3 separate regions of the Danio rerio genome follow, and regions 1 and 2 are each linked to region 3. Evidence: chromatin contacts called from public Hi-C and HiChIP or PLAC-seq data. All regions are on one chromosome and are shown on one strand. The core of a region is the stretch at or near the end of the contact, and the rest is flanking DNA. Distances in the headings are between cores, read along the strand shown.

Region 1 (3,807 bases), core at 122-2,621, 220 kb after region 3:
TGGGTTTCCTCCGGGTGCTCTGGTTTCCCCCACAGTCCAAAGATATGTGGTACAGGTGAATTGGGTAGGCTAAATTGTCCGTAGTGTGTGTGTGTGTGTGTGTGTGTGTGAGTGTGTGAATGAGTGTGTGTGGATGTTTCCCAGAGATGGGTTGTGGCTGGAAGGGCATCCGCTGCTTAAAAACATGCTGGATAAGTTGGCGGTTCATTCCACTGTGGCGACCCCGGATTAATAAAGGGACTAAGCCGACAAGAAAATGAATGAATGAAATTATCATTACTAATTAATTTGACTTAAAACATTGTATAATGTCATTGACAAATCCACCGAATATAACTCTAAGACTTGTCTCCAGAGCTGATATTATCAGCAATGTACTCAAAATCAAAAGATGTACACTGAAAAAAACTGATTCTACAAAATTGCAGTTTGAGTTGAATTTAATCAAATTAAATTTAGTAATGTTCAACTTAATTTATTTTTTAAATTCAACCAAAATTAATAGTTTACAACCACTCAGCTTAAAAAAAAGTAAATCCAAGGAATCATCTTTGATTATTTTTTTAGTGCATCTGTTAGCTGTCTGCTATGTACAACATAATCAAGAAACGCAAACCAAAAGTATAATTTTGTACCATTGAAAAGCCTACATAAACTGTAGAATTTGAAATAAATTGATCTAAAACTCCAATTTAAGATGAACTAACGTTACAATGTTATAACAATGTTATCAAATATGTATTGTGGATAATAATAATGTGATAAAAGACAACAGTGTGTGACACTGGTGAGTCGCCGTTCAAGCTGAACGGATAAATAAATGAGCCGTTTCCTGGTGTTAGCAGTGGATTAGCTTTAGCCCTGTCAGATTGCTTGTGCGTCCGAATCATTTGGACCTCAATCCGCAGCGACTTTACACATTCAAGGACAACAAAACCGAGCTTATGTACGACAAAGGTAAGCTTATACTTCAGTTTTGATATGTATACGTAACGTTATACACCGCCATAGCATCCGTGTAAATGAAAATAAATAACCAGTGAATAGCAGTGAAATCAAATACACTGCGTCACGTAAAGACTATTGGCTAGCGAATTTATGGAATTACACTTATAGAACGGTGTAGGGGTTAATTTAAAGATATATTATATAAAACAACTTGGTTTTGTGTGAGAAATGTCATGAAAGTTTTGCAGACGGACAGTTACGAAATCTGCTATGATGTCAGATGACCGGACGATAGTTATTAGATCATATTTACGTCATGCAAATCAATCTATGATTATCTATATAATTAATACATATTAATTACATTATTTAATATGCATCAGCAAGCTGTCTTATATTCAGAATCAGCTCTCCATTGAGCGCATTGGGTGCTTTCCCAGCATGCACTGTGCTAGCTAGTAGCTACGTTGTTTCCGGTTAGCTTCTCGCTACTGTCGACCACCGGGATGCTCAGACCTCATTCACCGGACCAGTTTGTTTCTAGCAAACCCGCTGGTTTTCGCCGCTGGACGTGTAATGTCGATGACTTCCGTCAGCAGTTCGAAAGTGACAAGCATTGGTCTGCTAGACGTCAGTTCATATTGAAACACATTGAGCAGTACGAGCACGAAAATGGGCTTGATAAGCTGCTGGCCCTGTCGATGGTGTGGGTTAACCATGTTTTCCTGGGATGCAGGTAGGAATTGAAATTGAATGTAAAGTTTGAGAGCATGCTCGTGTCACAAAAGTAGCGGAGAGGTTAATTTTATGTCGTGTTTTCGGTTATATAATGTGGCGCCATACAGATCACCTTGAATTCAATGTTATGCTCATGGTTCTCGTTGGTCAATGCTATGGCGTTTCTTTCTTTCTTTGGGCAGGTATGGCTCTCAACTGATGGACAAGGTGCTTGAGATGGCAGAAGGGATTGATCTTGGCGAAATGCCCTCATATGAACTAGTCCCAAACGCTGAAGCCAAAAAGAGACCGTGTTCATCTGATGGAAGTAAGTTCACCAAGTCTAGTATTTACAAACGACATGTAACACTGAACCTAACTTGGGCTAGGTGTTGTGTGATTTAAACAAAAGCTCAGCTCAGTGTGTTTGGCTGAATTGTAAGATACGGTGTATATGTCAGTATTTTAACAAAAACTAAACAAAAACCAAGAAAACATGTTTAATTTACATTCTGCCTAATGTCAGATGAAACGATGCATAGCAAAGGCTTTGAAGACAATGTTACCACATAGTTTATGCTCATACCTGTCAACATTGGGATGTGGAAATAAGAGATATGCCCACCATAATAAGGGATTTAATTAGATTTTTTCGTTTGATCACATTAAATAACAGAGGTGTCACTTTAGAAATCCACACATCTAAGTTAGGAAAGCAGTCAAATGCCTTCATTATATTAATGAATAATGAAGGTGTTTGACTGCTTTCCTAACTTTTTATGCTCATTTAAGACAAAATTAGTTGTGTTTGAATAAAAAAAAAACACCAAGATCGACATCTTTAGATGTTATTATTAATTACGTGTATATGTCTGTTAAAACACACACCCAAAAGCCAGACTTTCGCTCCATTTTTTTTTTCATTTTTATATTTATTTCAAAGCATTTTCATGCCTAAACAAGGCGAAAGCACAGAACAGGCTCACTTTTAAGAGCAAGGGGTGATCCCTGATGGTTTGGCGGTATGGGTTGCGTATAGGGAGGCTCGGCTCTTTAATGTTTCTTGCCACCCTTCAGAGAAACACTGAAAATACGGGAGAAAAAGGAAAAATCCCTTTACGGGATGATGACGGGATAGAACTGTAAAATACGGGAGAATCCCGGGAAAAACGGGAGGGTTGACAGATATGTTTATGCTACTTATTATTAGGGTTGCATGATTTCGGTTAAAATGAGAATCACAAATTTTTTCTTCTTGAAATTAAGTTCACAATTTTCTCATGATTCAGTCGATGTAAAATAAAGGTTAATATGAGTTGGCTATTATTCTTGTCATACCTAAACACATGGTACAATAATAATATTAGACCTATGTGTAGGTCTACTGTTGGTTAAAATGCTATACTTTGCATAGACTTTGAATGGTGAACTTGAATAGACTTTAATGTAGGTCCCGGTTGTTAATGCACAGTAAAGTGATGACATCAAAATGCAGCTATTCAGTATTCTGAGGTAGAATTATTATAATTGATACATGTGCTTGTCATTCACAACATTATTAGACCATTTTCTTCACTGGTAAAGGGAAACATTTGTCATTATCAGATTCCCTCCTGCATTATATTCAACATTATATAGGCTAGAGTAGGTTTACTGACCCAGTAAACATTTATATTCATACACAACCCTTTGTGCTTTATACTTTATAAATACATTATGTGACAGTTTTAACACCATTTGGTGGTGTCAATGTCACTAAGTAATATCTATAAAACAATATCAAGACTTGTGTGACTTGTGCCTTTACTCTTCTCTCTGAACTTGAACATATAATTGGCTAAATTGTAGAGATGCTGGATTAAGATTGTGTGTTGGATAAAATCGAGATTGTGATTTTTTTGGAGTAATTGTGCAGCCCCACTTATGTTAAACAAGGTTCAAATTAAACAAGATTCATTGTAACATGATAATTTTATTTATTTGCTTTAGAAAACGTTTCATCATAAAATATCTACTATATGTCTACTAGATATATAGTAACATTCTAAAATAGACCAACATTTTGTATTTTTTTTTGTTGTCTGATATTTATATAATAGTTTACTTTTGCAAAACAACAGCCAATTTTAATGTATCAGTTTC
Region 2 (3,570 bases), core at 403-2,902, 180 kb after region 3:
CGTATCTTTTTATGACTTAAAAGTAGGGCACTTATGATTCATGAACAATTTTACTCTTACTTTTCCACTCCATTTTCAATGTTTTGAGTTGGATAAAGTAAATTATGTTTATTATTTACTCTATATGGTGCATGTTTGGATGGACTGGTGCTTGTTTTATTTTTTTATTTTTATTATTATTACTTTGTTTTTGTTTTTTATTGTTTTTTTTATTAATTCACTTATTTATTTTTTCTGTATTTTTTCCTTATCATTTGCGTAAAACTTATAATAGATTTTATATGTTTTTGTTCTGTTTTTTACTTATAAAAAACTTATAAATAATCACATTATAACCTTAAAAAATATAACGTTTTTTTTATCTTAAGTTAAAAATAAGATTTGATTTATATTTTCTGGAAAAATTTCTGTAAAGTTATAAATATTTACTGTCACCTTTGATCAAATTAATGTGTCCTTGTTGAATAAATTTGGTTAAATAATTACATTTTGTAAAACAAACCCAGTGGGCGCACTGGGTAGCTGCTGCTTAAAAAAACATGTGCTGGATAAGTTGGCCGTTCATTCCGCTGTGGCGACCTTTGATTGATATAGGGACGAAGCCGAAAAGAAAATGAATGAACGAATTAATGAAACAATGAAATCTAATAACATGATAGCACTTTACAATAAGGTTTCAATAGATAATGTATCTACTAACATATACAAGCAATGAACAAAACATTTATTACAATATTATTCATCTTCTTTAAAGTTGATAATGTTAAAAGATGTTAACTCAGAGTGTATAAACTATTATTAAAAAAATAAATAATGCATTAGTAAATGTTGAACTATGATTAATAAATACTGTACAAGTAGTGTTCATTATTAGTTCATGTTATTAAACACACTAACATTAGCTGATAGAACCTTATTGTAAAGTGTGAGTAATAAAACACCTCTTTCAGGTCTTGTACAACAGTGTTCTCAAAAGTTTTCATTGTGGTCTGCATTTTTTTGGCCCTAAATAAACCTAAATATACAAGAACTTTTATTAATAAACTGAATCATCAACTCATCAATTAATTAACTGATTGTGTTAATACCAAAGTATTTCTGGGATCTCAGATTTGGACTTTTTATCAAGCAAACAAATATTATAGCTCAGTAAAAATGAGGTTATTTCAAAAGATTAAGTATAAACTAAACGCATAATGGTGGCAAAGGTCTGATTTCACAGAAAATCATAGTGTTTAATAGGCACAAACTCTGATTTTCTTTTGCATCAGACATTTATTCCATCTGAGAATATCAGACATGCTTTATGTTTAAATCTGATTTTACAAGACATTGTTCTAAGTTTGTCATCCATCTCCAAAAAAATGAGGTATGTGTGTTTATTGTGCTCATAACAATTTGAACATCTTGAACATCTTAGAAAGTCGACAAGTGTGCGATTCCTAGAGCTTTACAAAGACATTTTTTTAAAAGCTATATAAACTATTCCAGGCTTAAGAATGATATTTACACTACTTTTTGTGTAGGGCTGTTAGCAGTCAGCATTGTATTATTTTTAATAGTTGAAGAGTTCTTTAAAAGATTGAGATCCTCTCTATAAAGACGTGTGTAAATACCTCAGTGCTTTATCACTTCCAGATGTCAAATGGCAGTTCACAAAGCCCATTGATGTGCCATTAAAGAGAAGAGAAACTCCTACTGCTCCCTTATTTCCTGTAACCACCGAGACAAAAATCAATGAATCTGGTCTAAAATAATATGACTGATTTATCACTGTTTATTAAGCTTAACTACAAGCCATTGATTTAAGACAGATAAAAAAGGATACAAAAAGGGAGAGTTAGCTAGCATGTTTGTTCAAGAAAGAGAGATTTTTTACCAAGTGTGTTCCCCAGGCCAGTTTTTACACTCGCTGTGTTTACTTGACTGATGCGCGCTTCATGCTCCGGCTTCACAAACACAGCCAGTCTGATGTTCCAAAGGGATTGTACTGCCACCTACCGGAGAAACACAAAACGCACACAACCCACACTCCTTTTATAAGAAGCAAGCTAGTTTCCCGTTTCAGCTAGTTTCCTCTGTTTGACTTAGAAGAAGATATTTTGAGAAATGTTGGAAACTTGTAGCTATTGACATCTGTGGTATGAAAAATACTATGGATTATTGGTTACTTACAACATTCCTCAAAATAACTTCGTTTGTGTCAAACAGAGGAAACTATCTTAAAATTGGAAACTCAAGAAACATGCTTGGAAACATATGAAGATGAAGTATGTTTTTATTTGTGAATGAACCGTCATGTTATGATAGCTAATCACTTTAAAATGTGAGGAAACTGTAAGGATTGTGACTTTCTGAGGTCAGACCTGTTTGTAATCGATGTTGGTTGAAGTGCGCAGTGTGGCTCTGATGTGTTCAGCCCACTCTCTCTCTCCCTGCGGGTTGTCCTGAGTGCCCACTGCATAAATATCATGAGGCAGGGAGCTGATGGATTCATCTGGGGTGAGACCCAAACCACTGCATGTAACCCAAGACTGCAGTGAACCGGGTGGCGGAGTGCCCCCTGCCGGCAAAACACAGAACAACGATCAAATCTTCTGCTGCTTTAAATTAGAGTTCACCCTAAAATTACAGCTTATTAATCCATGATGTAAACACACAGCCAAAGTACGTATCTTAAAAAACTTGCTGGTCATATCGAAACTTTTCACTTTAAAGAATACAATTAGGCATTACGGTGGTGCAGTGGGTATCACAATCGCCTCACAGCAAGAAGTTCACTGGTTTGAGCCTCGGCTGGGTCAGTTGGCATTTCTGTGTGGAGCTTGCATGTTCTCCCCATGTTTGTGTGGGTTTCCCGTGGGTGCTCCAGTTTCCCCCACAAGTCCAAAGACATGTGGTATAGGTGAATTGGGTAACCTACATTATCTGTAGTGTATGTGTGTGTGTGGATGTTTCCCAGTGATAGGTTGCAGCTGGAAGGGCATCCGCTGCATAAAACATATGCTGGATAAGTTGGCAGTTAATTCCGCTGTGGTGATCCCAGATTAATAAAGGGACTAAGCCTAAAAGAAAATTAAGGAATGAATATAATCAATGTTATATATATATATTACTCCGCTATCTTGCTGTTTTGGCCTACTATATAGTATGTATTCAGGCACATTTGAACTATAAACTGTTTTATTGTTTTGTTGGCTGAAGCACAACCTACTAAATGCAGTGCACTAATATTCCTTACAGCCTTGGTTTTATTCCTTTAAAAAACTAAATATTGGTGCCCTTAGGATCTGTTGTATGGGTTCCAGACCAGACACTCTCTTACTGATCATCCCATTTACCAGAGGTCACATACAATAAATAAAGAAATATTACAGATACCACAACTTACTTCTAGTGGATCATAAACTTTTGTCTATAATTTGTTACTGTATTCTAATTAAATTTTCCAGAAACACAGTATTGAAACGCATTACATGTTACATTTACAACATGTAATTTGATTACAAGTTCTAAAGTCAGTAAAATTATAATTACAAATGATGATAACTTTTGATTACAAATGAAGTG
Region 3 (3,477 bases), core at 255-2,754:
GCTCACTGGCATGTTCCGACAGACGTGTATGAGATTCTTTCTTCCGTGCATTTCTTTTTATTCATGCAATGAATGTGAAGAATAACTCATGCTATCTCCATTTATGTTAGTCTGGAATCGCATGAGGGTGAGTAAATATTTTGTTTTATTTCTAGGTGAAGCATTAGTTCAAGCACACGAGGAGCGTGTTGAATTCATTTGCAATGGTGAATTACAACAATAATTGAAGCAAAAGCAGGGAGAAATTTGATTACAAGTATTCCCACAACCACAGACCAAAACGGCTGAGACTAAAAAAAGGCTTCATCTTAAAGCCAGCATTCAACTTCAAGAGCTCTGCCCTGATGCTCTGCAATTATGTGGTAAAAGCAGAATTACTGCATCACGTGCCCAAATAAAGTTTCCATCTAAAAGGTTGCGACAGCAATGAAGGGCATTAGGAAATTAATTATTGGATTCAAGTACAACACGTAAAGGGCTTAGCTTGCAAGAGCGAGCAGTATTATTTGATTAACACTATCAGGAATGCAGCTTAACTTAAAAAAAATTGGCAGAACACATCAGAAGTAGCTGCCTGAAACCATTATCTTCACAACAGAAGAGGCGTCGTCAGCGTCTAAACCCCAGTCCTAACGTGTCCAGGCTCAATCAAAAGTGACTGTCAACTTCTTAAAAAATATTTTCCAGCTGCTAAACCCTATAAACTCGCGCTTTGAATGGCTAATATGCGTGACACGACTCACTTAGCAACAGCTGGTCCATGTTACCAGGAAGTTGCCTGCATACCTCAAGTAATTACAGCTTTGGTGGTGTTAAAAACTCTTGTGGTCAGCCAGAGGAGCTCTTTCTGCAGGGTGGCTCCCTGGTTTTTAAATAAGCCGTCCAACTTGTGCACAAACTGAGATGTTGCCTCGATAGACCTGCTCGATTTAAGTGAGATGTAAGTGAGCGGCAGCAGAGTGCCATACATACCAATCGGTTGAGCCTCCTCCGTAACATCTTCAGTTGTTCCGTCTTCTTTGGTATCTGAAGACGCTGTCGAGCAGCTGTTCCTTTTGTTGCGGCCAAACTACAGGCTAGTTGAGCTCGAGGATGAGTAACGTTAAGTTTGCATGTATGACGGCAAAATGCGCCTTGTTTAGCTATCTACTTTCTAACCTGTTTCCCCGAGCTATATGCAATGCGGCGGTGAAGCTACATCGTTTCCATATTAATTGAATGCTGTCTTCTCTAACCATTCGCATTCTCGTTTTTGGATACTTTGCGCGGCGCTAGTCGCGGGAGCTCCCCGCGCGCGGGGTCGATTCACTCAGCGGCATCCTGTACTCTGTGTGCCCTGTTGCTGAGCCTCCTAATAATTCACCGCATTCGCCTCCCCGCCGTTAACGCACCGCACGCGACTGGAGATTGACGAGGGGGAGAAAAGTGATGGCGATCTCTTGAAGGTGCGGATTTCCACTCGTGTGCCGCCGCCCCCTCCTCTCGTTCAGATTCCTGTCAAACACATTTTACTCTCCTAACGCAAGAGCCGCTACGACGACAAGCCCCGCCCCTCCGTGGCTGACGCAAAGTTTTCTGGGAAATGTATTTTTGGCGGAAAAGATACTGTTTCTTTTTACAGTTCTTCCAAAAAGAAACGTGTTAATTTGGAAATATATGTTCAGGTGGTGATTGGCTTGATATGCTCCTCTTTTGCTTATTCACTTCCTGCAGCAGGGTAACGTTATTGTTTAGTTGTCAATATGTTAAAGCATTGGAAGCACAATTTTTTTATAAAGTCAAAACAGTTGTGAGATTTATTTTGTAATAGGTTAAAAGTGACTAATATCAGGAGGTATTTTTATAATTTGTACATTTAGATGCAATGGACTCCATCCAAAAAATTGTTAAAAGTATCTTTGGAAAAGACCCAAGTAGCACAATCTATATTATTCATGGAAATAAAATATTAATGGCTAAATGTTTCACATTGTATTATTCATTTAATTTAATATTTATTTATTATATTTGTTTATTTGTCATAGCTAATATATTTTTGACATTCAATACAAAAAAATATTTTTATATTGTGCTCAGCATAATTAAGTACACCCCCATTTTGACAATGAATATTTAAACAAAGCAGATTTATTAAACATTTATAAAAATAATATTTTAGTTACCAAACATATTTAAAAATTAAAATATAACACAATGAAATTAAAGCAAAACATTGTGGAAAAAATACAAAAAATACAACTTACAAAATTTAATCAAAATTGTTTTTAAAAAATCTTCTCCTGATTTGTCCTCTTTTTAAAATTTGCATTTAATATTTTTGTATAATAAATAAGTTTGGGTGTACTAGTTTTTGGGCTTTTATTGTAAGTTATTTTGATAGATAAGCTCCAGATTTGGCTTCAGTACCGACTAATCTAATGTTTATGCACAAATATAATATTGTATAGCTTCCCGATAAAAATGTACATTTATTTATATATATATATATATATATATATATATATATATATATATATATATATATATATATATATATATATATATATATATATATATAATTTTTATTATTTATTTTATTATCAAATAGATTTATTTATTCATAATTACACATCTTACTCTACATTAACAGACCTTCCAACATCACCAAACCCCTATTTCTTCAGATGCCCCTGCTGAAAAGAAAACAATCTAAAATCTCATAGAATGCATAATGGTTTTAATGGTTATAATGGTAATTGTATTGGTTTTAATTGAAATTGTAATGGTCCCCATGGGTGGTATTAAAACCACTAAACAAACCCTAATGTGTGCCGAAACACATTAGAAGTCATTAAAATGCTCTGGTAAAAAGTTTTACTGTTTTAATGGTAGTTTTTGTGGAAATTTGAACTTATGGTTTTTTTTTTCATCTTTTCATTAGGGCCCTTATAGTGTATAGCTATAACAATTAAATTCATGTTCTTTATATAATGCTGTTACGATGTAGATAGTGTCAAAGCAGCTTAGCAGTTCTAGTAAATCAGTCCAGTTTTCAGAGTTGAAGTTCAGTTTAGTTCAGTGTGGTTTAATTTTCACTGCTGAAAGTCCAAACACTGCAAAGCAAATCCATCAACGCGCAGTTCCACAAGTCACAAATCAAGCAAGCTAGTGGTGAAGATAACAAGAAATTAAAAATCAGAAAGAAAATTCTTATATGTAGCCTATTCTTTTTTTTTTTACTAATTTCACCTGCATTGAATCTTTATTTTTTTTATATTTTGGGTCGAGTGAATCACAGTGTAAGTGGCCTAAATCATAACAGTCGTATTGCAAAAAACATTGCGTGTGTTAAACTGCATGGTCTCGGTGCATTTTATTAAAATAACTAATGAATGTCCTCTCTGACCCTTTATATTTTTTGAAACAGCCCCACCATGTGGATTACATTTGGATTGTCAGTTGTAACCACCAGTGTTTGGTTGACGTTAAACGCATTTC

What was found. Hi-C and Micro-C count contacts between places; a contact is called where the count stands out from the background. HiChIP or PLAC-seq counts read pairs in DNA pulled down with a chosen protein or histone mark.
Region 1: a contact with region 3 is called in an H3K4me3 HiChIP or PLAC-seq map of gastrula embryo, with 5 times the contacts expected there. The contact joins the promoter of nkrf here to the promoter of atp11c in region 3. A contact is called at or near these places in 2 of 4 datasets of contacts at active chromatin or transcription factors (embryo and gastrula embryo).
Region 2: a contact with region 3 is called in a Hi-C map of embryo, with 2.9 times the contacts expected there. The contact joins the enhancer-like site here to the promoter of atp11c in region 3. A contact is called at or near these places in 3 of 18 Hi-C or Micro-C datasets (caudal fin and embryo) and 1 of 4 datasets of contacts at active chromatin or transcription factors (embryo).

What each region holds. Positions count from the first base shown.
Region 1 is chr14:37,397,757-37,401,563 of GRCz12tu, forward strand. nkrf (NFKB repressing factor) reads left to right here and starts at 1,372. Exons shown (of 3, transcript NM_001004499.3): 1 at 1,372-1,684; 2 at 1,869-1,993. The coding sequence starts at 1,455. It also overlaps a transcript of inppl1b not described here.
Region 2 is chr14:37,352,524-37,356,093 of GRCz12tu, forward strand. inppl1b (inositol polyphosphate phosphatase-like 1b) reads right to left here. Exons shown (of 27, transcript NM_001039135.2): 12 at 2,367-2,563; 13 at 1,880-1,997; 14 at 1,617-1,713. Among named protein-coding and RNA genes, the nearest start is that of inppl1b, 17 kb to the right of the region's middle. Within about 2 kb of position 1,653, at least 30 of the 62 cell types and tissues checked have an H3K27ac peak or open chromatin away from gene starts, as enhancers often do. A contact at or near this core is called in caudal fin, where this site is marked.
Region 3 is chr14:37,174,014-37,177,490 of GRCz12tu, forward strand. It overlaps atp11c (ATPase phospholipid transporting 11C (ATP11C blood group)), which reads right to left and starts at 1,505. Exons shown (of 32, transcript XR_012389830.1): 1 at 973-1,505.